Linked DNA regions of Lactuca sativa: region 1 is linked to region 2. A link is a contact called in public Hi-C data. All regions are on one chromosome and are shown on one strand. The core of a region is the stretch at or near the end of the contact, and the rest is flanking DNA. Distances in the headings are between cores, read along the strand shown. Region 1 holds the start of LOC111884106 (probable protein phosphatase 2C 40). Region 2 holds the start of LOC111884099 (mediator of RNA polymerase II transcription subunit 14).

What was found. A called contact is a pair of places that touch in the nucleus more often than the background predicts.
Region 1: a contact with region 2 is called in a Hi-C map of leaf, with 6 times the contacts expected there. The contact joins the promoter of LOC111884106 here to the promoter of LOC111884099 in region 2. A contact is called at or near these places in 2 of 4 Hi-C or Micro-C datasets (both in leaf).

Annotation. Positions count from the first base shown.
Region 1 is chr5:137,656,998-137,661,040 of Lsat_Salinas_v11, reverse strand. LOC111884106 (probable protein phosphatase 2C 40) reads left to right here and starts at 2,649. Exons shown (of 4, transcript XM_023880424.3): 1 at 2,649-2,966.
Region 2 is chr5:137,487,235-137,491,141 of Lsat_Salinas_v11, reverse strand. LOC111884099 (mediator of RNA polymerase II transcription subunit 14) reads right to left here and starts at 1,619. Exons shown (of 8, transcript XM_023880419.3): 1 at 1,123-1,619; 2 at 1-863. The coding sequence starts at 1,332.

The DNA of each region.
Region 1 (4,043 bases), core at 1,400-3,899, 170 kb before region 2:
CAACTCTCAAAGCTTCAAGCTTTGGGACCAAAAACCCTAAAATGGACCATACTAAGCATAAATCAAAAGGAGTATGAAAGCTCTTAACTTTATACCTTTATTTGATGCTCCATCCCCATAAAAGCTCAAATCCAAAGTTTGAACTCCAACTCTTTTCCCTTCAATGCTCCTTCTTCATGCACTCATAAACTCTCATGGACGAAGATTAAAGGTTTTGGAAGGTTTTTTCTCTGGGGTGGGTGCCCAGGAATGAGGCCATCTCATTCTTTATATAGGGTCACTCAAAATATTAGGGTTCCCACTCTGCGCCTAGTACGCCCAGCGTACTGGGTGGCTCTTGCTTAAGGATCACGCGCACACGTACGCTAAGCGTACACATATGTATGCCCAACGTACTCCGCTGCAACATTTCTCAACTTAAGGGCTCCTATTGCCAAAACCCCAAACTTCCTTAGCTCCCTTGATGTAACTATGATTCCAAAGATTCGCATACCTATGGAAAGGTAACGAGATGTCCCACGCTTCTAGCAACTTGCCGCAACCCGAGACCTCCTCATGCCCGGCTCGTGGCCCACGATCCCTAACCACGGACAATTCGAAATAGGATGTTACATTTCCGCTTTACTTCTTATTCCTTGTTTGGTTGTGGGCTTAGAGCAGATCCATACAGTCTACTATCCATTCGATCTAGGCTATATATGACTTGTATACCCTAAGTAATCATAAGGGGAAACATGTATGGTTCATGTCACTATATACAAATACAATGCACTATTTTCTAGTACAAAACTCATAGTTCTGGGGGAAAATATATTAATATAGTTTTATCAAGTAATAAAACTATAAGTATACAAACTTAGCGTACATTAACATGCATACGTTTTGGTCTAAAGGTCTAAGACTACATCTCAATTATACTAAGAAAATATTGGATTTTCTGGAAGGACGCACTCATGTTTCAAAAAGGACCATTACAGTTAACTCTGTAAGTATCTCGTGAATACGCTAGGGTTATATACAATGAAGACCCGACAGGCAGTGGAATGTGTGGTTTCCGCCTCATTTCCTGTTCCTTGTTTGGTTGTGGGCTTAGGGCAGAACCACACAATCGATTGTCTGTTCGATCCAGATTGTATATAACTTGTATACACTAAGTACTCATAGAAGGAACTAGTTTGGGTTACATTTCTTACATTTCATTACATCAGAAAATATAGGATTTTCTGGAGGAACACACTAAGGTTTTCAAGGAACAGAGAACATACTTTCTAAAACAAAATGCTTAGGAACTCACCAACTTTAATGTTGACACTTTCAAAACCACTTGTATTCTCAGGACACTAGTAGACAGGTACTTGCACACATTTCAAGGAGACGGAGCATAGTAGCTTCAAGTCTTTATTTTGCTATTTACTTTTGGAGTCAATCATATGTGATTCGAATACAATGTAAACACTATATCATCAATACAATGGTTGTTGTTACTTTGATTACTATTATTTAATTATTGTGATACTGTACATGACATTCTCCGCCCCCGAACGTTTTCGTCGTTCCGGTTTGGGGGTGTGACAAATATAATGCACATAGCTTCTATTCAATGTTACTTGCTCCACTATAACATCCTTACCTTTATACCTAACATCTAATTCATGTATATGCCTATTGTAAGGAACTTCTTTTGCATTCTTGAGTCCATATGACTCAATGCCATATGTAATAAATTATATATTTTGTTACTTTTGGTACCGGGTGACCCATTGTCACTGGAACGATTTTCTTCTACAAATCGATTAACACCACTTTCCACAAGATAAGTAACATCAAACAACTATAATGTGTTACGAGACATAATTATATTTGATTTAGGACATCAAAAAGATGAATGGATCTAATTAGTATGTTACATGCATTTCGAAGCCATCAATTTATCCAACCCAAAAGAGTTGATATCGTTGGTTTAATCCACATCATAATATGTGTAATCTAGAGCAATAGAATTCATATAGCGTCTATTAAATGTCATTATACTCCACTATAAACAAATATTGTAATAAACTAATTACATATATATTCATTTTCACCGATAGAAATATAGATGAGAAACTCATATAAATAATTTTTAAAACAATCTCTATAAAATACAACAAGAAACAATGTACAACAGCTAATTTCCGATGCTCCGTAATGTCTATCGAGAATACCATACATTCCAAACTATATTAATGTCATTCCGAAATGTACAAAATTAAATTCTCAGTTAGATTTATGTCATATTTCAACAAGCAACCACCAACTTCAGAACAATCATAAATACTACGAACATAGCATTCCAAAACAAAATTATTTTTCCATCCGAAATACAAAAAACATTATTGTTAATTAAGTCGATTATAATAATGAAATTAACCCATTTCCCAAAACCTTTTAATTATTTAACCATGATGAATCATTTAAGTGTATTATTATATGACATAAACAACAAAAACAATAAAGAAATAGAAAAGTCCAAATTGTGTTAGGCATAAAAGAAACAAACAAAAATCTACTGTAGATAGATGTGATCTAAAATCTAATCCACCTTTTTATTTCAAAAAATTTAAACCTCTTGCCTCTTGGCAGCCGGGAAAGATGAAAACACTTCAAGTGGGCTTCGAAGGGACCCATTCCCTTTTATTTTGGGTGGTGTAACAAATTCACCGGTTTTCATGAATCACAAAGAGAGTCACAGTTGACCTTCTCTTTCCGTATCCTCCTCCATCGTCACCCTCCCTCTGCCATACTCTTACTGTTTCCCACTTCTCTATTCTATTTTAAGCCATCTCCTCTCAACCATCCACTCTTTGATTCTTTGCTCTTTTAAAACCTCACATCTCTCACTCAACTCATTCCAATTTCTCTCTTATACATACACTCTTTGCGTTACTGACTGTTCTTCATCTGGGTTCTTCGTTTCTCGTCCAAAGGTACGTTCTAGATTCGATTTCTTGCTTCATTTCGTAGTTTCTGTTGATGGGTGATCGTTTAATTTGGGGGTTTTTTGTTATTTGAATGAGTTTGAATCAAACCCTTTTCGATTTGGGTTCTGGAATTTGATTGTGTTTGTTTGATGGATGATTATTTGTGTCTTGATTCCTGCATTACTGTGAACCCTTTTTCGATTTGGGAGCTGTTTGTGATTACGTTAGATTAAATATGGATCTTGGAATTAATTATGGTTTGTTAATTATATGGTTATTCGTTTTCTAATCGCTGCATTCTGTCATTAGTTTTGACTTGTTGTAAAAGTTAGTTTCTATATGTATTTGTTTATGATTCTTGAAACCCATGTCCCTTTCACCACTCCTTGACCCTTCAATTTTTTGTTTATTTTTAAGGATTTTGTAATCATATTGTCTTCTTTAATTAGGTAATTATCTGTTTGCCGATTGCTGCATTGTCATTAAATTAATTGGACTTTAAATTAATTGGACTTATTTTTGGGGATTTTGAGGTTCTGTTAATATAGTGGCCTTTTGCTTATGAATTCTAGTAGATGAACGAACAACTTATTAGTGATGCAAGTGTTAGGATCATAACTTGTTTCTCTTAGACCTAGTGGAATTAATTGTATCAAACCTTAATCAACTAATCTAATGGAATTAATTGTTCATCCTCATAAATAAACTGGAAGTATCATTTTCATAAATATTTGAAGCATCATATATCCTTAAAGACATTTTATTTAAACATCGGGAAGAAGAAAGACATATAAAGGTCAATTTGTAATATGAATAGGGATCATATAAACACGAAATTCTTTTTGGTTACTCACGTGTGTGCATTTGAAATAGATGCACACGTTATGATCGTGTAATTTATTTGATCGAGTAATATGTTCATTAATCCAAGAAAAAGTTTTTCTAATTTATTTATGTTATTTTATGTAGGATGAATGATAAAGAGTCAATAAAATAAAATAAAATAAGAATAAAAACCCCATTTATTGTAATATTGATTTTGATCCACAAGATCATAATCAATCTAACCCTTCCAATAATTTG
Region 2 (3,907 bases), core at 370-2,869:
GGGTCAATGACAAAAGAACTATGTAGACACTTTATCCGCAAGTCTAACCCTGGTTCAATCTTAATAAAAGGACAAGAACCAGCATCTGATGTCCCACTGTGCTTCTCACATTCCAACCAGTAGAGAATCTTTAACCCTGGAGTCCTTAAACCACCAGAATCAGTCTCTCCATCTTGACCAAGTTGTATAGAACTTTGACTTGAACTACCATCAGATATGAGTTCAAACCGAATTGCATCTTTCCATCTACCTGCCCTTAGTGCTTGAACTTGTCTTATAACAGTATCCATAATAAGAGCTACACAGAATTCATGTAAAATAGAATACAAAGTTGCAAATGGGGTATCAGAAGCTGCCATTCTGCGTTCCAAGTCATCTCCAAGAACAAATCGTCTCATTTCTTCAAGCTTAACTAAACCACTTCTCTCACCAACAAGTACTTCTAAATGCAAGATTCTCCACATTGAAAGGTGCCCACGGTAGCCAAGGGTTAGTAGTACCTTAAACTCTCCTTGGACAAAAAGATGGACTGTTCCATCAAAGATCTTGACTTCTGTGAACTCTTTGGGAAGTGGTGTTTCGAGTAGTTTTGATCTGACTATGGTGTCTAATTTCTTTAATACAGGTTTCTGTTGTTTCTCGGTTAATGTGGTTTGGATGCCTACATCTTCTGTGCACTTTGGCAAACGTTGGTATGTGCCTGTAAGGAGAACTTCAATGGCAGATGGAACATCATAAATTGGAGCACGAGCTTGTTGTAGTCCCTCGTGCATGAAAAACATTGAATCTGCAGCTTGAGTGAAGCATGTTTCATGACTTGACAGGGTTGATGCAAGTTGTTGACTATATTGTATCAGTGGTACCTGCATATCAGAATTCAGAAGGGATTATCATCTCATTTGAACAATGAGGTGCTGCATTCTTGTTGATTTTCTCCTTTGTCGAATTTCCAAATGGAATTCTACAATGACTAGTTAAAAAGGCATCTAGTTCCCAGATTCAGTTGGATTGGAAATTTAAAAAGAATGTCACCACAAAACAAGAAGGGGAAATCAAACCTATGTTTTGAAAACAATAATACGAAAAATCTATTGCAGAAAGAATGATTGGAAAAATGCTAACCTGTTGGCACCATTGCGCAAGAACATTGAGTCGGAGCATACGCTGCTGAGTCTTAACAAGATACTTGAGTATGCTAATTTTCTTTTCAGAATCCGACATTTCAGAAGATTTCGATTTCTCCACCAATTCCTTTAAAGAAAGGTATGATTCCTCTGCAGCTCGACTCACCAGAGTCGAAAAATCCACCGATTCTTGACCTATCTCCGCCATTTTAGGTCTCTCGTATTATTATTTATGTATTTCCGCTAATTGTTGATAGCCTCAAAAGTTCAGTGAGCACACATCGAATTTAATACAATTAGGGCTCGCAATTAGCGAATCAAATCATCTCTCTCCTCCTATTCTTCTCGCTTTAACTCCACGGCGCCACCGATCGGAGAAGAGCACCAACGTCGCCACCAGCTGCAGCGCCTCCAGCCGCTCCGGCGTCGCCCTATGTCTGCTTCCGCTGCGAATCTTGTTTACTTCGACTTCTCGAGTCCGCTTGCAAATTGTCACTAGAAATCCTTTTTTCATGAATATATACAAGAGAAATAAAGACCCCAGGTCAAAAGGTATAAATTTACAAAAACTACCCGAAAATCCTATATACTAACAAACTTTTCCCCTATATTCCCAAAAATTGCAATCTTACAACTTTTCAAAGTTAATTGTTTTCCTTCAACCTTATGGATAGATTAACAAGAATTAGAGATGGTAACATGCATTTCTCATCCTCATAACTAAATCCTCACCCTCATCGCCATAACCTTCCGATCACATACCTAACGGGGAATCAATGATTTTTCTTCATGGCAAGTTTATGCTAAATTTCAACGATTACCGCCTAAATTACAAGGTCGGACGCGAGATTTTGGACACCCTATGCAGTTTAACCAAAAATATGTCTAAAACTTGAAAGATCTAAAAATTTAAGCAAAAAATTTATAAATTTTCATTTCTATTGCAAAATACATAAAATTAAAATTTCATTCAAAATAATACACACATAGAAATTTGTTTCTACTTGAAAACATAATCCTCCTAATATTCATTGAAATAAACTTTTCAATAACATCTTCATAAGTAATTATATCCAAAATATTGTGCTCAATCATCATCAAAACCAATCCATCAAGTTGTTATTGTGTCATTGTATATCGTAAGTAGAACTTTAAATCTTCAATTTTGAAAAACTTTGTTTTGCAGATGCAACAGTAATAGGAATAGTCGATATAATTCTATATACAATAGATGTAACAAGAAAACAATCAACATGTTTTAAAAACTTTTATAATATCAATTGTTGTCATTTTCTCCTTAGGCAAGAGATGTAGAAGTACACTCAACATATAAGTCATTCCCATCTATATATATATATATATATATATATATATATATATATATATATATATATATATATTGATTGTTCATCTTTCTTAAGTGAATTTTCAAGAGACTTACAACAAATCTTTAAGGTTATAGTATCTAATGAAAGTCATCTTTTTGAAAAAATAAATAAATATATTATCATATTGTTGATATTATTCAAACCTTGTAGTTAAAGAAGTAATTATTTCATCAACAACATATATATATATATATATATATATATATACACACACACTAGTCGTTTACCCGCGCCAAGCGACGGGTACGAACACTTTTTTACATAAATTAGTTATAGAGACAATTTGTCCTTTTTCACAAATAGTTTACTACATCTAAACATTATTCCATTTCTATAAAATTAAAATTATACTTGATCGGTAACGTAATAAACATCAATTTCATTAAATTTTATGTTATACTTGTAGAATCCATATGACCTCCAACCCTCTTCATCCAAAACTAATCATGAATGATCAAACACTTCCAATTTTACCCCCTCAATCCCTCCTCCAAATTGCTTGTTGGCTTGAAATTTCATGTATAGCTCTTAAAATATTGCATTCCATTCATGATAACCCATCTTCGTCTCTATCTCTACCATCTTATCATCTTCATAGTGGGCACTACTGCTAATTTCATATCATATTAAATTCACACAATAAGACGTTATCTTATGTTCTTAAAATAGAATTATAAAAATTTAATTTCAGAGATACTTATTAATTAAAGTTAAAACCATCAAATAAATGGTTATTAAATGAAAAATCCTCATGTAACCCTCTGTTGTGTGCAGATAACAATAAAAACCCAAAAGTGATACATTTTTACAACCTCACAAAACATAAAAGTTGACTTAGTATCCTCTAGTATATCTTTACTACAAAAACCCAAAAGCAAGCTTCTTTGTAGCCTTTACAGTTATTTTTTTAAGTGTATTCCTCAAGCATTTTCTAGCAAACAAAGTACAAGACTATTCTTGTTAGTTGTGTCTTCAAAGTAAAATACTAAAATTGGAAAAAATAAAAATCATAATAGGATGTTAAAATACACAAATCAATAAAACTACATTGCTATTTTGTAACACTCTAAAAATTCCAACCAATTTAAACTTTTCAAAAACAACCCGGTTTCAAAATGTTATTACAAAAAGGTTTTCAATACAATTATTTATCAGAGTCTTCCCAGAACCACATCTTAAAACATAATCATGAGGAGCGGTACGATCACGCCTTTGCCTTGCCACGGTCTCCTGAAGAACCTGAAAAACATTAAGCCACAACTGTAAGCCCGAAAGCTTAGTGAGATACCCCCAAAATACCAACCACATATACCATACACGCACAATGTGACAACCGTCAATTTCCGGTCAAGTCAAAGTCAACTGAAGTCAACAAGTCAAACCGTTCGACTCAAT